Linked DNA regions of Mus musculus: region 1 is linked to region 2. The links are chromatin contacts, called in public Micro-C maps. All regions are on one chromosome and are shown on one strand. The core of a region is the stretch at or near the end of the contact, and the rest is flanking DNA. Distances in the headings are between cores, read along the strand shown. Region 1 overlaps Npnt (nephronectin). Region 2 overlaps Tbck (TBC1 domain containing kinase).

Region 1 (6,420 bases), core at 3,738-6,237, 71 kb before region 2:
CCCAGTTGGTTAGATCACTTGAGCAAAAAATAATTATGAGTCATCATCTTCTTTTAAAATCACATTAAAGCACTGTTTGAATTGTGAGAAGGAAGTCAGATTTTAACAGTGACAACCCAATGAGGTCATGAGCCATCGGGAGTGGTCTTGGTTCTGTTTTCTCAGCTGAGCATCTATTCCAGTTGTGCTGGCAAAAGATGCGCGTCATCGCCTTTCAAGCTCAGGGCAAGGTGTTCTGTTGGGTTATTAAGTCTGGATAGGAGAAAACTCCTGCTATACGGATAAATACCTATTATTTGCGACTTGCCAGCTGTTTTCTGTTGAGTTTGTCATCTTGTCTCTCTGGCCACCTCCTTGCAGGTATTCTCATACACAGCTGCAATTTTGACCATGGACTCTGTGGATGGATCAGAGAAAAAGATAGTGACTTGCACTGGGAGACAGCCAGGGACCCAGCAGGTAAAGTCACACAATGTAACACCTCCTGGCTCTGTTTGATCCTCTTGACCATTAAAAAATTGCCCCTATTATGTATATTCCATCTTCTTTAAGAGAGACGATTTGCTAGCTGTCCGTTAGACTCCTAGCATGAGTAGTCAATCAGGAGGCCAGGTGATTTGCCTCAAAAAGCTTGGTAAATAGCATTTAGGCTTGTCCTGCACCATAATTTTCAAAATACTTGTCGAACCCAATTCCTCCGTGTAAAAGCAGTAACACAGTGGCCTCTCCCCTGGGTCAACAGTTTGCAAGCATTTTGGTCAGTTATGCCCCTGGATTTGTTAATGAAGATTTGAGCTGTAGATGATGGAGCAATTGAAACTGAAGTGTGACAATTACACAGCACAGTGGCCCTCTGGAAACAATTTACTCCAAGTCAGATCCTAGAGGCAAGAGTCCATGCTACCACCCTGCTTCCAAGAGAAGCTTATTACAAAGCTGGACTTAGACGTGGACTCTCGGGAAATTAGTAGACTTGTAAATTATACAGTGCTTACTAATGTAAGCATTCAGGGCTCATTTGGTACTTTACCTCGTTTCAAGAAGGAAAGCTCCACACTGGACTCTTCCTTCCCTCTGTAATTAAGTGGGGGGTTTTTGGTGTGAAGCCAACTTAATGGAAGGGTGAGAAATCTAGGTTCTGTTTTTTCCTTTGGTTCTGATTCTAGCTTCTAAGGATAAGACACACAAGCTATGGAGGGAAAGTGCTGTTTTATGTGCATCTAAAGCCCAGTTTTCACATGCCACAGTCTTCAGAATACAACACAGAAAAGCTAGTGTGTGAGTACTTACAATCTACCCTAACAGTGGTGCAGGTGAATGGGGCTTTGAGGCACACAGGTCTGAGGGATGGTAGTTGGCTCCTCAAGGATCCCAATAGTGCTAAGAGTGTCCTTCTGGTGTGTACAGTCTCAGAAACAAGGCTTCAAATAACTAGTCCAAAGTACTTTCATTAGCGCTTCTAAAATTTAATTAAATATAATTGAAGGAATATTGAATTAAAATTGAAAGATACTTAAGAATAAATATTTGGGGTAAACTTTTAAGATACAATTATCCAATAAATTGATATAGTTTTTAAGGTCTGTTGCTATAACTCGGTGGTCGTGCATGCATGCCTTTAATCCCAGTACTTGGCAGGTAGAAGCAAGTGGATCTCTGAGATTAAGTCCAGCCTGGTCTACAGAGTGAGGTCCAGAATAGCCAGGGCCACACAGAGGAACTTGTGTCAAAACATACCACACACACACACACACAGTTTTTGTAATACCACATAGAATTTAATTGTACTCATTGCTATGTCTTGAATTACTCACACTCATGTAGGATGAACTCCAAGTATAATGTAACTGTCACAGTGTCTATAAATAACATAGACTCAACAGATATTAATATCTGATATAATGCCAGCACAGTCTTTACCTCACTAATTTTATTTAATCCTTATCTCTATCCAGTGAATCAGGTGATACTGTCTTTATCTCAAGTGAAGCATTGATCCCCTGAGGCAAATGCAAGCCTCCTCAGGCCACAAGCTAGAGTAAAGAAATGTAGTACATTGTAGAGTGAGCTCAGTGCCTGGACCTGATGTATTCAGTACATCCAGCCTCTAAGAGGGACTGGGTCCGATCTGAGTGATGCACAACAGAAAGGTCTACACGCTTGGATGAGGAGCTTGTCGGTAATGTTCACTGCTGTAGTGAAATAACCCTTTTGAGTAAGGTACACCATGAAGGATAAGGTACAGCATGAAGGTACATGCACTCAGGTTAAATTTTAGAAAATTCATTTGTTTTGTAGAAACAGGCTGCTTGTAATAGTCCTTGTAAAACAAACTAAATTGATTTTTTAGAACACTTTTTTAGAACCATGTGCTACTATTCAGCACCTTTCATTGTTACCATATTTGCAGATGTTTCAGGCTGTGGGTCACATTCTTCTTGTCCTCTAGTAGGAGATAGATGAAATGTGGAATGATGGGGGCATATCTTACGTGGTCATCGGACTGTGTTAGAGCAGAGCAAATGGAAAGATCGTGGCAGCCATGGCAGCAGCTTAGCTGGGTTAACCCCTGAGCACAGATCTGCCTCCCAGAGGCTGGTTTCTAGTTTTTATTTAAAACAACAAAACAAAACAAAACAAACAAACTTGGATGAAATGGAAATGGAATTTAGATACTGAAGAAAACTTGACCTAATTGTGACTCAGAGTAGAAAGTGATTGTGTGTGTTAACAAATCCAGCATCCATGAGGTTAGGTTAATGGGCTACACACAGAGATAAACTCTGATGGTAAGTATGTCTCAAGCTCTAGAAACCAACCACAACTGTGGAAAGATGCAAGCAAGACCTAAATGTGAAGGATTTGGTACATAAGGACTTTATTATGGGTGAATCTCATGACACTTGTTTTAAGAAGATAGACCATGTCTATAGGTATGATTCTTTTCTACAATATAAATTATGCTATGGTGAAGTGATTGGTCCACTTCTGGGCAGCCGTTCTTATCTAGGACTTAGTTGCACATCATTCAGAGAGTATGTCTCTGGATGGAGAGGTGTTTCTTCCTTGACCTGTGAAAAGTAGGTAAAGGCCAAAATGTTTCACCTGGAGAAGAAGCAACAGAATGTACTGCTTTGAAACAATTGACCCAAGGTTGACCAGTTGTTCTTTGTGATTCAAACAGGCATAAGAGGTAGGATTTGTGCCAGAAAACAATGTAGATGGATTTAAACTCTCAAAAAGAACATTCAGGAGAGCTACTAGAAAGAGCAGACTGATATGAGGGGAAGAGCCTTCTGCTGGAGATGTTTGGTGGGGTGGCCTCTGCTAAGATGTTGTTAAAGGACTAAAGCTTCACCTGAGATGAGATGACCTCTTAATCCAGTTGTGAGGGTCTGTGGTCATTCGGAAAATGTCCCCTGGAACCCTAAGGGAATTGGCAAATAATGTTTTAGATTGGAGAAAAGGATGGAAAGAGCATAAGATGGCAGAGAGTTGACAGACTGAGCAAGTGCACGTGTCAATATGCCCTTCAGAATGGGTCCTCGGAGTGCTGGGGAATTCCAACCATACTCCTCTGAGCTGTACATGCGTGCTATGGCGTGTGGGCATTCCCGCTCCTCCCAACAATGAGTCACCCGGTGAACAAAATTAAAGAGAACTTAAACCCAAGTCAGCGCGGCTGCATGGAGGAAGAAGTGAAGCAGCCGTGTTCCTCACTGTTACAATGGTAGAGTTTTGAACATGTGTAGAAAAGGGTTGTTGGGATCTTGGGCACCTTGGTTTGTTCGATGTGCTGTTTGCATGCAGTGTCTCGAAAATGGTATTAGCATACATTCCTTAGGGCTTAAGATAATCCCTGCTTTCTTGAACCTGGCAGGTTCACCGTAATAATCTTACCTTACCCTTAACCACAGACGCAGACTTAGACAGACACTTAACATGCACATAAAACTTTTGGCCCAGTATTTTGGGGCTGTCAATATGTGAGGAAAGGGAGCCAAGATAAGGAAGGAGGAAGCCAACGCCTTGTGTTTGCTTTGTGTTTTCATTGACTCGGTACATGAGTCAGCAAATTTCTGGCTTTTTAAAAATTTTTTATTTTTTTATTTTATTTTATTTTATTTTTGCTATATTTTTGGAACATCAGCTATACAAATAACTTTAATTTTCTCCACTCTGTCCTAGGATGCTGGTGGGGAAGTTTGAGGTAGGGATGGGACTGACTGGTTTCAGCTTTTGCAGCCTGCAGGGAACACTTAGCACGGGGCGAGGGTATATCACAGTAACTCAAAGTCCTTTGTTACCTAGGAGAAATGCCAACAGGAACTTGGTAGAGAAAAACACCCAAGTCTCTGGCCATGTGGTGTAGAAATGAATCGTAAGGTGATGGTGATGGTGATGGTGTCTTTGAAAAGGAAGTGAGGTTTCTCCCACAGCAGATAACAAGTGCCCAGGATTCCAACCACATTCTTCCCATGGACCCAATGTTGAAACCCTCAATCGCCTGTGACAAAAACCGCCTGCAGGAATTGTCATCTGTAGAAGCGCTGGCTTTTGAAACACTCATAACCTTCCCTTGCAAGCAGCTGCCCCCACTTTACTGGTGCTTAGCTCTTTTTTTTTTTTTTTTTTTTAAATTGCACTGCTCTATAGATGTTGGGGTCTGAGGTCAGCCAAGGTGACTTGTCAAAAGTGGAGGGCTTTTATTAAGTTTTTATGTTCTCTTAGATACAACAAGACAGACATTCAGACACATAGACAGAGATATACAGTTTTTAACTTGTATGTATGTGTGTGTATACAAGCTGTGCGTTTTATTGCCCTGAGATTACTTGTCTACAAATAAATCTTACCAGGGAAATTTTGGGTCATTTTTACTAAAACAGCGCGGGATGCCCACCAGCACAGAGATGGTGAGGATCAGGAGGCAGTTCATGTATGTGGTAGGGGTGTGAGACTCTATTCCAAGGAAACAGCCAGTGTTCGGTTACTAATCCTGAACTCATGATGCGTTGTCTTCTGTGGGCAAAGTACGTGGGTGTTATTTGTGAACATCATAGCATTTACAACAGGCGTAGAAATAAGCTATTGTTTTTCTTCATAGAGATCTGAGATTCTTCATCAATGAATGTTACAGTATGAAGTTTATTAAAAATCTCCTGTCCGTGCAGTTTGTGCTAGAAAGAGGCCCTGCTTTGCCATTGCAGGTGGACAGTATCTCACAGTGTCTGCAGCCAAAGCCCCGGGGGGAAAAGCCGCTCGCTTGGTGTTACGTCTCGGCCACCTCATGCATTCAGGGGACCTGTGCCTGTCCTTTAGGCACAAGGTGACTGGGCTGCACTCGGGCACACTGCAGGTGTTTGTGAGGAAACACGGTACCCACGGAGCAGCCCTGTGGGGAAGAAATGGTGGCCATGGCTGGAGGCAAACCCAGATCACCTTGCGAGGGGCTGACGTCAAAAGCGTAAGTAGATCCCCCAAACGGAAGTGCTGCTTTCATGGGAGAGCCTGGCAAGGAGCCTTGCGCTGTACAATTCAGGGCCAGTGTTTTGTGGCTTTTCCTGGAGGGCTCCATCCATCGCCTCTTCCTGGAATTCTTTTCTGCTTCTTCATCCTCCTTCATTGCAACCTTGACCACCAGACCCTCGCTCAATTGTGATGATCAATCGTTTTCAATGAGAGAAAATCAGTAATAGAAAATTTAAGGGGAAAAAAAGGAGTTGATAAACACATCCAGGGTCTGAGTGTTGTGGTTAACAGTGCCTGCTTTTCCTCTACCTTCAGTTCCTTAACCTTCCAACTTTTACCTCTGCGGCTGCAGTAGCTCTTCTTTCTATTTTTAAGTGTTTCTTTGAAATTCGTTTCCCTCTTTGGCCCAAAGATGAGTTAAGCGGCTCCAGGTGGGAGCCCAGATCCAGGTTTGAACAGTGTTGTTCAGGATGGGTTATGGTGGAAGTATTGAATGGGGATGCTATTTGTATTTAATTTTTAAATTTTATTTTAAATAACCAAGTTCTGGGTAGTGAGAAAATGATCTGTCACATGCCACCAAATATAACGGGTGACTCTCAGAAAATGTCATCTTGAGGTAGACGCTTATACAACTTTGCCCTGAAGTGTCTACATCATTCTTACAGAGTTTCTTGAGACCACATTAGAAGCACAGACCCCATTACAGCTTTCAGGGGGGTCATTAGATGCCTGTGTACGTTTTGCCTTTGTCTTCTTTAAATGCATTGCTTCATGCCATAGTATTGAAAGGTCTGGTCCAGTTTTAAGGGAGCAGGGATACCCTACAGAGGATAAAATGTGAAAGAGTAAAATCTCTAAAAGCTGGGGGCTCTTTAGCCCCTACTTCCTCAGCATTGTGTCACACTCTACTCTTCTTCCTTCCAAACCTTGGTAATCTTTGACCAT
Region 2 (6,496 bases), core at 870-3,369:
GAGGGGCCTTCCTATCTCAGTTCAGACAAGACAATGCTGAAAAGGCATACACACATTCCACACACACACACACACACACACACACACACACACACACACACACACACACACGGAAGTCAGAGAACAACCTGTGGCAGTCCTTTGCTCACCATGTAGATCTCAGAGACTAGACTCACCTTGTCAGACTTGGAGAAAGTACCTTTACCCACTGAGCCATCTTGCCCACCAAGTTTTGGATACTTAAAGACTATGTCTAAAATTCTTCACATTCTCATGTTGCCCACATTAAAAAACAAACAAAAACCCAACATATTTAAAGTTTGTCCCTTTAATAGAGACATAAAGGAAATTGAATGGGAATACTTTTAACTCCACTCCTGATTTTCCAACAAATATTGCTCTTCCTTGACTTTTCCTTGGTCTCCTTATTCATTCTGCCCTAGCACCATGGGGTTTGTTTGACTGGTAAAGCTGGGACAGCTCAGCCTGTCTTCCCCTAGTAACTGCTACTTTCCTGGGGAAAATTCTTTTACACCTTCTGGAAAGGCTTGGATGGGTCAGGCTCTGCATCAGCGCAACAGCTACGTTCTCTACTGACTCTGAAGATGTCATCTGCAACCCTGCTCTGCTTGGCTTTTGTATGCTGTAGTCTCTGATGTCTTTTTTTTTTTTAAAGTATAGAATAGAGTTTATTCAGGACATGGGGAGGGGAAATTGAGAGGGTAGTAGAGAAAGGGAGAGAGAGAGGGAGAGGGAGAGGGAGAGGGAGAAAGAAACCGAGCAAGCAAGCAGAGGCCGGCTATAAGCACATGGAGAGAGGGGGGGGCGGGGGGGGGGAAATGGAGAGAGAGAGTAAAGGGAAAAGAGGACAGAGTTAGAGCAAGAAAGCAAGAGCTGTCTCTGATGTCTTGTCTTGTCTTTCCTTTCTTTCTTTTTCTCTTTCTTTTGAGGCAGGGACTCTCTACATAGCCCTGGCACTTGCTGTTTAGACCAGGCTGTCCTTGACCTCAAAGAGATCCACTTGTCTCTGACTCACAAGTGTTTGAATTAAAGGCCTGCCTTACCAATCACAGCAGGCTCCATTCTCATTCATATTCTCTCTCTCTCTCTCTCTCTCTCTCTCTCTCTCTCTCTCTCTCTCCCTCCCTCCCTCCCTCCCTCTCTCCCCCCCTCCCCTCATGGTGGCAGTTTTGGTCATCACATGTACTTTTTATTTGTCAGTTTGCTTAGAATTACTCAGCAGTTCCTCTCTCAATCTGCTCAACTCTTGTTTCATGATCTGACGGACACTTGGCCCTTGAGTTTCTGGGTAAAGAAGTCTCCCAAGCCCAACAGGCCCCACCAGGGCAGCTTCAGAGCCTGCGCTCAGCCTTGCTGCTCTCACAGAAGTTCTCTCTGTGCTTTTGAAATGTCAAAAAACCAGTTAGAAAAAAAAAAAAAACAAAAACCAAAAACCCTGAAAACCTATGCCATCATATTAATTTATGTTTCATATAACATAATAATGTTGGTAATGGAGGCAGCTAACTTTATAAAGAAAGGAGGTGTAATTAGCTCATAGTTGCAAAGGCAGGGAGCCCAAAGGCCTACAGTCAGTGCCCACTGTGGATGGTAGTACTGTAGAAGTCCCACTGGTGTTCACACTCGGTCCCACAGGCACTTACATAGACAGACCTCCACTGACCACAGGACTTCCCACTAGGGCCCACTCTTAAGTCCGACCTTTTAGTATTACCCAACTTACAACTAAGGTCTTAACATGCAGACTTTTGACAAACAACATCAGAAGCTACTATTGGGGTTTCCTAAGCTTCCTACTATTCATCCTGATGCTGAAAACTGGACTGTGTGTGGGGGGAAGAAGGCTTCCATAAGAGGCCTGCTCCTCTTGGTAAGAATGCAGACAGATCCATACAGTTAGACTTATCTATGAAGAAAGATAAGAAACTTATCTCTGAAGAAACACATTTTCGACAACCTAGACAGTAGGCAGGAACAGTTGAGGACATCTCTGGGGACACTTACCTCAGCTGTTTGCTTAGCCACGTGGCCTACAACCACAATGACTTTCCCCTTGAAGTTGTGCAGCATGGTGGTGTAAGGGCCTTGGCTGAGCTCTCCTTCTGCCGTGAACGCTGCGCTGAATGGGATGTTGATGCTGCCTGCAATGTGCCCGCGAACGAAGCTGACAGGGAGCTTAAGGAAAACTGTTTTTTAAAAAATTTCCATGTTCACCTGAGTATTTTATTTGAACAAAGTGAGATTCTCTAAGGAGGAAGAAAATTAAATTTCAGAATAAAGTGGAACAGAGAAAGGAAGAGACGTACTCATCAGTGGAAACTGAAAGCAACCCTGACCCAGTTAAGCCATGGTCCTCAACTGGCTACAGCCTGTGTGCTATCATGTTCACCAGCACAACCGGGCATAGTTCAAAGTCCACTGTCTCAGGGCAAATTTGATACTGAAAAATATTTGCAAAGTAGATGCTAAGTCAGACTTCATTTAGAACTGTTAGAGGTCACCAGCCCCAGCTGGAAACTGTTCTGTTGCAGGTTAATGTGTCCAGCAAACTCAGCTGACATATCCATTATTCTGAGTTCATATCCTCCAGAAGGTGCCATATCTTATGCTTCTTATACTTTAGAATTCTGATGCTCAAAGTGACTATCACTGTTAGTTTAGGAAATAAAGTCATCCATTAAGCAGGAGCTCACACACACACACACACACACACACACACACACACACACACACACACTCTTTACTAAGTAATTAGAGTATGATCGGATGAATTAATTAAAAATAGAACTTTGGAAATTAAAAGGACATGGTTATACCCAGAAAACTGTAAAAGAGAGGTATGAGCTACTGGGTAGATTACATTGGTTTGAGAGGATGGGGCGGGGTTTGCTGAGGGGGTGATGGTAAGGTTAAATCCTGAAGAACAGATAGAAGTTAGGACAAAGAAGTGGAAGGAAGTGGAGGAGGGATGGGGAGCTGAGGCGGAGATTTTGTAGTCACAGTGGGGCGGAGGGAGCATATACCCAGCTAAGGCGGGGAAGGACAACACCGTGGAATTTAAGTGTGAGATAAAGGGAGGTGGAGGCTGGACTGTGCCTGTGCTGTTTGTGAGAACGATATTTTTTCTGCCAGTAAGGAAAACCCATGTATTCTAAGCAGAAAAGCAGGATACTGGATTTGCACTTGAGTGCTGCTGTGGGGAAAAGCACAAAGGAAACTGTGTACCTAGTTAATGAGAAATTTGGGTTATAGCTCCTTTCTTAATAATAATCACTGTTGACTACCATGAAAGGCCATCTCTGTATTCAATAGAGCCCCCTCCCCTAAACTGTCACATAAGGGACTAAGACAAGTGATAGTTTAAAAGGCTATGACCCGAGCAAGTACTGTTTCCCCTCTGCATGTCTCAGTGTGGGAGGGAACCATCTATGTTGAAACAGTAGTTATCAATGAGCTCAGGCTGCAGGCTTCCCCGCTCCTCACTCAAGGAGAGTGGACAGATCCGGGCTCCTCCTTTCTAGAAGGTAGCAGGCACAAGAAAACATTTAATATGAATATTAAAAGAAATGTGAGATACAATTCATGTTGGAATCTCAGTGGACTTGCTTAGAGAAGTGTAGAATGGGGAGACTATTTATAAACACAGGTCGAGGACCCTTGAACTTCAGGTGTGCATCACCACTGCCCGGGTGGCATTAGTCTCTCAAAAACAATTATCCTAGAGTCTCAATGGTAATCTTCAGGAACAATGGGGTCTTTAAAAATAAGAATCCTGAAAATACTTAAAAATATTCAGTAGATATCTTAAGAGTGGTATTTAAAATGCCAACCAGGAGTCCGGCCGCTCATTTCTTCTCAGCAGGCCTGCAGCAGCTGCAGTAGGACCTTGTGTTTCTCAGCCAGCACTTCTGGACTGAGATCCACCTGACTTAGCAGTTTTACAGCAGCAAAATCAATGCAGATCTATCCTAGCTAAGCGCAGGGGCAGGCATGTCCACACAGCCCACCTGTTCCTTCCTTCCTGTTTGAACAGCCTCAGACATGCCCTAGGGACAGGGTGCCCCTTGGCCATGATGTTTGTGTTAGATAATCCTACTACTTCATGCTATAGCTGGCAGGGAAGATGGTGTGGAGGGCAGAGCTAGGTACTTGAGGCAAACTTGGATTAATCTTATTTTCTTTCTCAAAAATGAGGAAAGACTCATTAGATGTGTTTAGAACATAAAAATCACATTTGAATGCCTCTATATAGAATAATACAATACCGTATATAAAAAAACTAGAATCATCTACTTTAGAAGAAAAACTGCTCAAAGTTAAATTCTGTGAATATATGGTTTTAAAAGTAATTCATCTGCATATAAATGTTCAACATCATTATCTAAAATCAAAGACACATAGGAATAATTTTTACATGATATTTAGTATATACTTTTAAAGGAGACTTGTCTATATTGCCTTTTAGTCATTAAAAGTATGTTATAAACTTGTTATTTGCAGAATTTTCTGTTAGTTATGCTTTATGGTTTGATTTTTTAAAATGGGGATTAAATGTCAAAATGCTTGACAAAATATGATGAAAATAAGAGTTTTGGAGAAGAGGAAAGTTCTGTCCAAACCCCAAAATACTTCAAGTCGTTCTTCCCATCATGCTTTAGGAAACAAAACACAAAGGAGCAGGGCCTTAGACCACAGTTTCCTCATGTAGAACGGTCCTGGAAACCATCTAAGGACACCCTTCCCAGAACACTGTCAAGAGGCAGAGACTGAGTGAGCACAGATGTTTGGACACACAGGACTGTCAAGCCTCCCCATCTCCTACCCATAACTGCGTTTCTGGCAAACAGCAGAGGAGAAAGAGCCAGGCCTAGTTACAGTCACTGCAATTACAACAAGCAGTCTCTTTTGTCTTAGTATGTTTGACAGGGAAGAAAACAGTTTTGGTTACTTACGGACCTTTGGTCCTCGGTAATTATGTTCATTGCTCACAACACAAATCCTTATCTGGGTGGCAGTAAGATGTATTGGAACTTCTGGACACCGTAGAGGTGATCACATTATTACTGTAACGGGATGTAGCTGAATGTGTTTTGTAAAAACTGTAGATTCAAAATCACAAATACTGAGTATCTTAGTTTCTTGTTTGGTTGTTTTGTTGTTGTTGTTGCTGTGGCAAAATATACTGGGGAAAAAGCAGCACAAGAAAGAACGGGTGTGTTTACCTCCTAGTTCAATCTACCATGACAGAAAAATCAAGGCAGCAAGACGATGAAGCAGCAAGTCACACTGCACCAAGATCAGGAAACAGTGATGTGAACGCCCATGCTCAGTGCTCAGATAATGTCTTCTTTTTCATGTAGCCCAGGACCCAAGCCCGAGAAATGGTACCACCCACTTTTAGCCTCTTTCCCTCTCAATGTGATGTCATACAGGCATGCCTAGAAACGAATCTCTTACAGATCTGTCTGGAGCTTTGTTTCCTAGCTGATTCTGGATAAGCTGACAATATACTGAACACATTTTGTATTTGTGAAGATACAAATACAAGAATATACTTAAGTGTATATGTACACATATACACACGTAAATATATGCACACATATATGTAAGCTTTTTTGTTTGTTTTGTTGTTGTCAAGTGTGCTGAGATAAACTCTCTAATGCTTTAGGTACTCTGGTTTCACTGCATTTTTCTGCTGTGAAAGATGAGTTTGTACGGGATTCTCCTAGCACTGTGGTCTTGGAGCTGAACATACATACTTCTGTATGTAGTTAGGAAAATAATGAGATGCACTGCTTTCCTAATATAGGCAAATACCTATACTTTCTGCATTTAATTATTAAGTTTAAGAATTCCACTGCATGTCAGCTAACTCACAAATATGGGGTAAGTGATTTTCACATTCAGAGATGTGCTACAGTGAGTGCACCACCCCACAGGCAGCTGTCTTCCCTTTAAGTTGCTTTGTGTTAGGTATTGGGTCACAGCAAGGATGAGGGTAGCTAACACTGCCTATACAACAATATACAAAAGTAGTTAAAAAGGATAGGAAAAAACAAGTCCCATGCATTATGCAATTATATCATATAGGTAAATATATGAGTGCTCATATTAACAGTGTTTTATTAGGCACTGCACTCAGGGGTACTAAGCCTCTTCATCAGACCATACCAACTTCACCGCTTATAAAATCCTAGATATCTCTGTGCTGGCCTGTTTTCTGGGCTAGCTAGTTTAGAATTATTTATTTTTAAAATGTATATAAGTACACTGTAGTTGTCTTCAGACACCAAGAAGAGGGCATCAGATCCTGTTATAGATGATTGTAAGGTACTGTGTGGTTGATGGGAATTGATATCAGAACCTCTGGAAGAGCAATCAGTGCTCTTAACCACTGAGCCATCATCTCTTCAGCCCATGCGAACCAATTTAAATAATGTAAACAATGAGCTCCTTAGGCTCATTTGAAGGCTGT

Evidence for each region. A called contact is a pair of places that touch in the nucleus more often than the background predicts.
Region 1: a Micro-C map of the G1E-ER4 cell line shows a contact between it and region 2, with 3 times the contacts expected there. The contact joins two enhancer-like sites. A contact is called at or near these places in 4 of 484 Hi-C or Micro-C datasets (the G1E-ER4 cell line, liver, myocytes and 1 more).

What each region holds. Positions count from the first base shown.
Region 1 is chr3:132,884,803-132,891,222 of GRCm38.p6, reverse strand. Npnt (nephronectin) reads left to right here. Exons shown (of 14, transcript NM_001287101.1): 12 at 361-459; 13 at 5,211-5,467. Among named protein-coding and RNA genes, the nearest start is that of Gm29811, 9.4 kb to the right of the region's middle. Within about 2 kb of position 4,987, at least 33 of the 459 cell types and tissues checked have an H3K27ac peak or open chromatin away from gene starts, as enhancers often do. A contact at or near this core is called in the G1E-ER4 cell line, where this site is marked.
Region 2 is chr3:132,810,879-132,817,374 of GRCm38.p6, reverse strand. It overlaps Tbck (TBC1 domain containing kinase), which reads right to left. Exons shown (of 26, transcript NM_001163455.2): 25 at 2,026-2,185. Among named protein-coding and RNA genes, the nearest start is that of Gm30294, 37 kb to the right of the region's middle. Within about 2 kb of position 2,119, at least 21 of the 459 cell types and tissues checked have an H3K27ac peak or open chromatin away from gene starts, as enhancers often do. A contact at or near this core is called in the G1E-ER4 cell line, where this site is marked.